Regions from separate parts of the Zea mays genome. Here regions 2 and 3 are each linked to region 1. Evidence: chromatin contacts called from public Hi-C data. All regions are on one chromosome and are shown on one strand. The core of a region is the stretch at or near the end of the contact, and the rest is flanking DNA. Distances in the headings are between cores, read along the strand shown.

The links. A called contact is a pair of places that touch in the nucleus more often than the background predicts.
Region 2: a contact with region 1 is called in a Hi-C map of tassel, with 2.2 times the contacts expected there. The contact joins the promoter of LOC100383529 here to the promoter of LOC103633409 in region 1. A contact is called at or near these places in 2 of 25 Hi-C or Micro-C datasets (leaf and tassel).
Region 3: a Hi-C map of leaf shows a contact between it and region 1, with 5 times the contacts expected there. The contact joins the promoter of LOC100280919 here to the promoter of LOC103633409 in region 1. A contact is called at or near these places in 2 of 25 Hi-C or Micro-C datasets (leaf and leaf mesophyll).

Annotation. Positions count from the first base shown.
Region 1 is chr7:173,769,089-173,771,946 of Zm-B73-REFERENCE-NAM-5.0, reverse strand. It overlaps LOC103633409, which reads right to left and starts at 1,339. Exons shown (of 23, transcript XM_008655111.4): 1 at 944-1,339; 2 at 288-758; 3 at 15-83. The coding sequence starts at 1,108.
Region 2 is chr7:174,067,358-174,070,057 of Zm-B73-REFERENCE-NAM-5.0, reverse strand. LOC100383529 (Acidic leucine-rich nuclear phosphoprotein 32-related protein) reads right to left here and starts at 1,321. Exons shown (of 2, transcript NM_001176177.1): 1 at 50-1,321. The coding sequence starts at 1,243.
Region 3 is chr7:174,115,472-174,118,258 of Zm-B73-REFERENCE-NAM-5.0, reverse strand. LOC100280919 (nuclear transcription factor Y subunit A-3) reads left to right here and starts at 1,415. Exons shown (of 7, transcript NM_001153839.2): 1 at 1,415-1,547; 2 at 2,539-2,682; 3 at 2,767-2,787. The coding sequence starts at 2,623.

The DNA of each region.
Region 1 (2,858 bases), core at 90-2,589:
ATATAAGTGAAAACCTGCCCCTCCTTTCCAAGTCCTTGTTTCAGATGTTCAACCATTTCAGCAGGTTTCAAAGGTTGCATATCCTGCATTGCAACCACATAATATCAAAAGGCTATCCAGCTTCTAAGGGAAAAATATGTATGGCAAGTCAATATGTATGCCATATGCGTATTGCATTTTTCTTGGGCAATAAACACTAATCTGTCATTTGGGTTTCTTCTCCAGGTGATGAAAATTAAGATGAAATTGACAATGGCTGATAGAAAAAAAAAAGAGGTGATACATACATGACATAACATAGCAGCAGATTTGGCCACCCCACTTTTCTTGCTTATGTTGTGTTTCTCAGCTGTACCATTTGCTTCAGACGAGGACACCATTTGTGGGGAACCATTTCCGTTTTCCTTGCATGTTTTCCTCCTTTTCCTTGATGACCCACTTGTCGAAATTTGACCCGCTTTCATATCCTCCGTAAATCTCCCAGAGCACGGGTCACATGAGGAGTAAAAATCTTTGGAAGCAGCATCAGACTGTGGGCTGGCTGGCATTGCTGAGAGGTCATCCATAATGTCTTGCCAAGCTGAATTAGCCGCAGAAGACACTTCTGGTTGTTTTGGTGGACAGTGGCCCTGATCTTGACTTGCTGTGCTAACTGAAAAATGCTGCTGTGGCGTCCTTGTGAAGGGTACGAGAACAATGAAGTCCCCATCGCCGATAGCAAGGCTGCCAATCTCAGCGTCTAAACGCAATTTAGCACCCTTCAGCACATGAGGAAAAATTTCAGCACGAGAAAGGTGCTACTGTATTTAACTAGTGTCGATAGTGAAGCTGCAACCGCTAATCTAATAACCCAATGAGGAATCAATGCCAATATGCCATGATGAAGCGACACAGTCTTGGCACACGCCGGAAAGCTAGAGGCCGGTAGGCTGTTGCGCGGCACCTTCAGGAAGAGGTGGAAGCTGGGGGAGACTTGCGCGGGCAAGAAGGACGTCCGGAGCGCGGCCTTGAGGTCCCGGACGGAGGCGCCAAGGGGCAGCTTGACGACCGTGGATCGCCCGTCGAGGGCCCGGACCTGGACCTCACTCCACTCCTGCTCCGCCGTCATCAACAAATGCGGTTAGGAGGTGGAGGAGCCGGAGCGTAGGACTGCGGCTCGGGAGATTGGCAGATTGCGGCCGGTGACTGGTTTTGGCGCGTGCCTAAGCGAAGAGGTGGGGCGGACGTGCCGACGCGGCGGTGGCGGCGATTGCGCGCCGTTTCACTCTCCTCGCCCCGTCCGGTCCCGTGCTTCGGGCCCTGGTGGGTTGGACAGAAATGGCAGGAGGGCTTGATTATGTGCGTGCTATCTGATGTGGGCCGCTGCCGTCCTCTTGTCTGGCAGAGCCCAGCTTCAAAGCATGGATCACCTCAGAAATTGCAACGTGCCTCACAGCCCTCACTGCACCCGTAGGCCCTAGGTTTCGTCTCTTGTCGTTTTGTTTAAATACTCTATTATTTACTTCAATCCATATGTATTAAGATGGATTAAAGTGTAAATTAGTTTAATTTACACCTTAATCAACTTCAATACATATGGATTAGAGTGAATACTAGAGTACCCAAACAATGTCGGCCAATGTTCTAGAACAACATTTTGTGTTCCGATCAGTGAGGTCAGTCATCCTCTATTGTTATATATTATTATTGCTTGTGGTTTATTAATCTGTCATAATTAAATAGATTTGACTAGACTATTCTGCTAGTAAAGATTTAGCATGCCTTGTTATGTCATGAATTAATATTACATCACAATTTGACATATGCTTCGGTTAGTGGATGTTTAGGGTTTATGATTAAATGGTTGATAAGTAAGCACATGAATTATATTGAATTAGAATTAAAATTTATATATGCAAAAGCTTAAGGAATATAATAATGTCAAACTGATGTGTGGTGGGGTATTGATTGGGGTATAAAGTTTATATGCATGTGGCCGGTATACAGAGGTCGATGCTTTTTTTAGATAAAATGGTAGATGGAAGACTGTTTTTCTGTACGGAGTACCTGCATCCATCCAGAATCCTCTCTCACCCACTTCTCTTCATTCTTCTATTCTGGATCTACCAATCATGAGAAAGCTATTTATTGAACCTCATTTTCCAAACAAGGACAAATCGCAACTCTCATTTTCAAGTCGCAACCAACACAATTTCATAGAAACAAAATTTGAAACTCCACAACAAAATTTCATAGAAACAAATTCAGTTTATGACAAGTCAAGGTAAATGGTGATTTTTGGATCATCATGATATAACTTCCTTTTCTTGACATGAAATGAGTACTAAACTGAACTTGAACGCCTCTTTTACTAAACTGAACTGAAAATACAAGTTTATCTAACATATTTTCCATAAAAAAGTTTTGATAGAACCGACTGTATTGAACCGTGAAAGAAATGTTGCAGACCGCCGAAAAAGGATGCCTATGTAAGTTATATACGAATAGTTACACGAAATGAAGCCTATCAATTTGGTGCACTGAAGCATTTCCACTGTGAATAACTGTGTAGTTCTAATACTTGGTCAATATCATTTTTCTATAATTAATTGTCTTTATTGAATTTAATGTTGTCTTATACCAAATGTACATACTTCAAGTGTACTTAGGACCAAATTCTTGGTAGAGTTGATGAACACAAGGAGAATGAATGTAATGACAATATTACAGAAGAAATACAAAAGATTATTAAGCACATCAGTGTTTAGTTGCAAATAATATGAAGTACGGGAATACAACATATGTGATGTTATTTGCAAATACTCGAGTTTAGGATAAGAAACAAAAGTTTAGAATTTTGGCTCTCACTTATTATTCTC
Region 2 (2,700 bases), core at 72-2,571, 300 kb before region 1:
TAAATGGAAAAGCACTTGAAACGCCTGCAAGAAAATCAATGTGATATACCTCATCATCCGCATCTGCGTCGTCTTCGTCGTCATCATTCCCCACCTCCAATCCCTCCTCATCCTCTTCACCAATCTCACCATTTTCATCCTCATCGTCCCCTTCTCCATGTTCATGCCCATCTATCTCTTCTCCTTCATCCTCGCCTGTCATCATGGCAACCCTACCACTGCTCTGTGGCTCCGCCTCTTCACCTTCATCCTCAACCTCCTCCTCTTCTTCATCATCTTCGTCCTCATCCTCTTCTTCCTCATCCTCCTCCACGCCATCTTCCTCCTCGTCACTACTTGGTACATCATGCACCTCCACAACAGCATCCTCGTCATCAACATCCTCATCAATCTCCTCCCCCAAATCCTCCTCCTCAAAGTCATCGTCGTCGTCGTCATCTTCCTCCACGTCCTCATCCTCCTCGCCACGGGCTTCGCCAGCAGCCGCGACACGAAACCCGTTTGCGCCATGGCTGTGCTCGACACCACCGTTCGGGATGACCTCGTCAGCGTCGCTCTCCTCCTCGTCCACATCGATCACCCCATTCACCTCCACCGGGTGCGAGGGCACGCCCGCGCGCGCATGGGCGACGCCGCCGTTCGCTACCTCGCCGCTCCCAGGGTCTTCCTCGTCTTCTTCATCTTCGTCATCATCGTCGCCATCGCCCTCGCCATCGCCCTCGCCGTCGTCATCGTCGTCATCGGACTCGGGGCGCTCGTTCTCGTCGGCATCCATCTTGTCCAGGTATTTGAGCGTCCGGATCATCTCGAAGACCCTGGATCTGTAGTCCTTGACACGGGTAACGGGGCACTCGTAGAGGTCGAGCGAGACGAGGCGCAGGTCGGCGAGTGGCGCGAGGTCGTCAACGTCCTGGATGCGGTTGTTGCTGAGGTCGAGGTCCCGCAGCGAGGACAGGCCAGCGGCGACGAGGTGGTCGAGACCGCCGGCGATGCGGTTGTCGGAGAGGGTGAGCCGCGTGAGGTTCCGCAGCCGCGGGAAACCCTCGAGCGACGTGACCCCGACGCCAGCGATCGAAAGGTGCTCCAGGCTCTGGTGCCGCTCCAGTATCTCTGCCGCCGGCAGCCGCCCGTGCGTGCACTTGACGGCGCCGTCAAGCGTCAGGCTCCGCGCCGGCGACGAGCTCCCCTCGCCGCCGGCGTGCAGCGCCGCCTCCACCGCCCGCTCCCATGCCTCGTCCACCATCTCTTCTTCCCCCTTCTGCCAGTAATAAATTATTAATTGTTTTTTTTCCACGGAAGTGTTTGGATGCGAGGGGATTTGAAATACAGAGTGATCTTATACGGGGTGGGTGTTTTCCTCGCCATTGGGGGAAGAGGGGAGCGGTTCACGGGGCGCGCCCTGGACCAGGCGCAGGGAGGTTGGCTAGTGGGTCTCGCGCGCGGCCAATGCGAGTGCTCGGATCGAGAGGCGCGGATCGCTGACGTGGCGGTATCCGAGGGGCGTGTGTTTCTTTTGAGAGGGGGTGGGTGGAGAGCGGGCCGGAGAGCGGGAGAGACGTGGTGGGCTGGATGATGCCAAAAGCATCTTTTTCTCCTGCCTTGTTTTTCTTTTTTTTTCGTCTCTGTTTTTTTAGCACGAGATATTATTAGTTAATTGCTGGGCCCAGGCGTACCTCGGGTTTGGGTATTGGACATCACTGACAGAGCTGGCCAAGATATATGGGCCCACAGTGGAAGTGGCTTGATAGCAAACAGTTCAGAAATAGACAGCTCTGAGCCGAGTACCGTGCGATTACATCGAGGCAGCGTAGGCCGTCGGATTGGTGTGGACTTGCGTCTAGTTTCTTCTGCCTACCCTTTACCCGGTGCGGTGGAGTAGAGGGCCGCGCAGACTGGCAGTGGGGCCCCCGGAGGGCGGCTGGCCCTGACAGTTTGGCACTAGTTGATGTGGATCCGGCTCAGCGTTGGACTGGTCTGCAGTGGCGACGGTTTGGGGAACACGGCACGTCCCGGGTTGAGAGTTGAGAGTTGAGAGGATCTTTGCAGGGGTGTTATAAAATATTATATTTGTGATCAATTCAAGGGGTGCGACAGATGATTCTTAAGGATACATTTTTTGACAATGTACTCCTTCATATATATATAAATATAATCTCTGTTGTAATAAAGGAAAAACTGTCATTTGCACTATTCTCTCGAATCTCGTTTTCACTGAACTGTAATACGTTATCAGCACTGCTCGTGATAACAGAGAGAAGTTGCGGTTGGAGGGAAGAACAGAAGGGGAAGAACACTCGCTGTTTTTGACAAGATTGGAGGGCTCGGCCTCTAGAACGACAGGAATGTATGGAATCTATCGTTCCTCTTTGCGCTCGGCCTCTAGTACTTTGTTGTGTCGCAGGTTACCAAGATAATTAGAGACGAGGGGGCAGGTTGTTGTGCTTGCAAGTATCTGTTGCAGATGTTGTTCATGCCTAATGTTGATGCCCCTTTTTTCATACTGTTGTGTTTGGATGGTGTACCACCACTGTTTTACAACAGTTTGGCCCTTGGAATTGCTACTGCTAAAACTTCGTTCCTCTGAGAAGACCTTTTGTTTTTGCATTCCCAACCGAGACAGCGAAGTACTTGTATTATTACATTGTGTTTGTAACATATGTATTTGGTGTAGGAAAATAAAGAAACTGCATTGCCCGTTCT
Region 3 (2,787 bases), core at 166-2,665, 350 kb before region 1:
TCTTTTTTCAAACTTATAATGATTTTATGGGATACAATACATCGTATATGTTACATGTGTTATAGGCCTCCTCACATTGTTGTACGATAGGATATCCAATGACACACTTTATATGTTTAATGCCTTATGCGGTTATGCCCTTATGAATATCCATGAAGACGTTACAGACTTCTCTGAGTGCCATATCAACTGCGTGTCAAATGCATTCTGTCTTAGTCGCCCTTTCTTCAACATAATGCAACTCCTATCCGATGCCTTACTGGTGCATTCGGTGCTGCTAACTATAATTCTATTATCAAATGAACCTCGATCTAGTTCCAAACGCCATAATTTTATTATCAAATGAAACTTGATATAGTTTCCTTATATATAGTAAGACCAACATAGAGCTCTAATAGAGATGTCTTTAAGTGGACGGAAACATCTTCTGGTCAGTTCACGGTGCAATCAATGTATCAGGCTCTCATTGATAACGGTCAAATGTTTAATCACAAGCTGATTTGGAAACTAAATTTACCCCTAAAGATTAAAATCTTTCTGTGGTATTTGGTTAAAGGGATTATTCTAACTAAAGATAACCTCATCAAAAGAAATTGGAATGAGAACAAAAAATGTGGGTTTTGTAATACTGATGAGTCCACCCGCCGCTCCGTCAAGTCAAGATCGGAAAGCGCGCACGTCGTCGTGCTCCTGCTGGTTCCTCTGTGTAACATCCCAAAATTTCAACCCGAGGTTTGGAACCCTAATCTCCTAACCCCTCCTCTTTTTTTATCTCACCCAAAATTTCCCCCCTAGTCATCTCATCATATGCATACATTTGATTGTTAGAAGCACCTCACATAGACTATTATTTTTCTAGCACCCAAGATTATTTAGTTATTTATTTGTTCAAAAGAAAAGGAGATAAAAGAAATATAAATAGAAAATAGAAATAAGAAATAGAAAAAGAAAAGAAAAGAGGGTTTGAGACCGTTTAAGGGCGTGTTCTGTTACACCACATCAATCTAGAGGGGGATTGTAGAGGTTTAAATCCCCTCCTAGTCATTTTGACTAGGAGGAGATTTAAATCCCTCCAATCCTCTCGTGGATTGGCCTAACCGAACAAGGATTGCGGCCGGCGAGGATCACCCACCAAACAGCTCATGAGAATCGATGATTCCTTTCACCGCTGGAGATACAGCGATCGCGAGATTGAACAGCCCTCGCGTTTTCCGTGCCACAAGGTGGAGGCTGAGGTCGCCACTCGCCACATTGCACGTAGCGGTGACGAATGCCGCGGTCCCAAACAGAACCCATGAAAACATAGCAAGTCTGGTTCTTGGTGCACCTACCAATATTCAAGGCGGGGGTGACTGACGTGTGAGCACCGAGCAGCGGAGAGGAGGGCGAAACATTTTTTTGTTTGTACAGTAGGCGCATAGCCGCATATATTTGGCAGCAGGAGCGGCCTCTCACTTGCTTCGACGTATTTCTCTATCTATCGATACGGTTCAAGGGACCGAAGAAGGTAGAGAGAGAAACTTGAAGGGGAGAGGAAGGAGATACAGGTACACTCCTCCTGATCCCTCTAATAATGAGTCCTCGATTGGTCAGTTCTGTTCTTGAGTTCACTGTCGCTTCAGAATGGATGGCTCCTCTGCTCTCCGCTGCCAGAGTGGCATCGTGCTCGCTCTGCTGGGTTGCCAATTCGCCATGCCTTAGCGGCTTAGCCTATAGCCTTGCACTGCGGTTTGATTCGGTTCATCTTTTTCTTCAATCTTGTCACTCACAAGGCTTTCCCCCTCTGGTTTTCTTGATTTTCCGCTTGGAAATTTGCCATGCCTTAGCCTTGCACTGCGGTTTGATTTGGTTTTCTTGGCCATGCTTGCTTGGATAAGCTTTGGCTTCAGGCTTCAGCCTAGCTCGCATTGCACGATGTGTTTGTTGTTCCTAGAATCCGAGCGCAAGTTCTGTGAGCTGACCACTATTTCGTGGGTTGCCTGGGGTGGCGCGTTGATGTTTTTGGCAGTTGGGGTGGATGGGAATCTGCAATCCCTTTTCTATTCTATCTAGGATTAGATGACTTGAATCTAAGTTTGTGTAGATTGTGTTGATTTCTTAATTCAATTATAGATGTGCGATAAGAGTCATCTTGAGGGTATGAATATGCATGTGAGAACTTCAGGGGAGTGTCGACTGTCGAGCCAGGTTTCTGAGTGCGTAATAAACTTCTGAACAGCTGAAGCATCTTTCCTACGAGGACCTACTCGGAACTGACAACTCACAGGCACAAAATTAGTGATATACAGTGCTGATCCACTCTCGGTATAAAACAAAGATTTTCTAGAGTATTTTCCACTGTCCAAACATCTGAGATGGAAAAAAAACCTGGCTGATGATGTTAATGAGATAATCCACTGAAAGCAAATACCACTTAGCACTGCAATAGATGTAAAGCTGTAACTGATAAAGTAGGGTCGCAATCCAATACGCATACGCTTGTCCTTTAGCTTGTTATTGTCAACTCGGCTAATTCAACGCTGACTACTTGCCGCACAGGTTCATGTTCATTTAGGTGTCAGTTCATCTGATTTCTCAGAAGCAAAATGTTGTTTGGAGCTCAGTGACACCATTTTGTAATGCATGTGCCTTTTACGGGAAATGGAGGATCATTATGTCCATCCCAAGTCTAAGTCTAACCATGTAAGTGTTGGTAATTATGATGTAAACCTTTGTCTGCTTGCCATACCACAGATAATTAGCTCATTAGCTAGACTATATGTATAGGGCTCCTTGTCAGGAAATGGT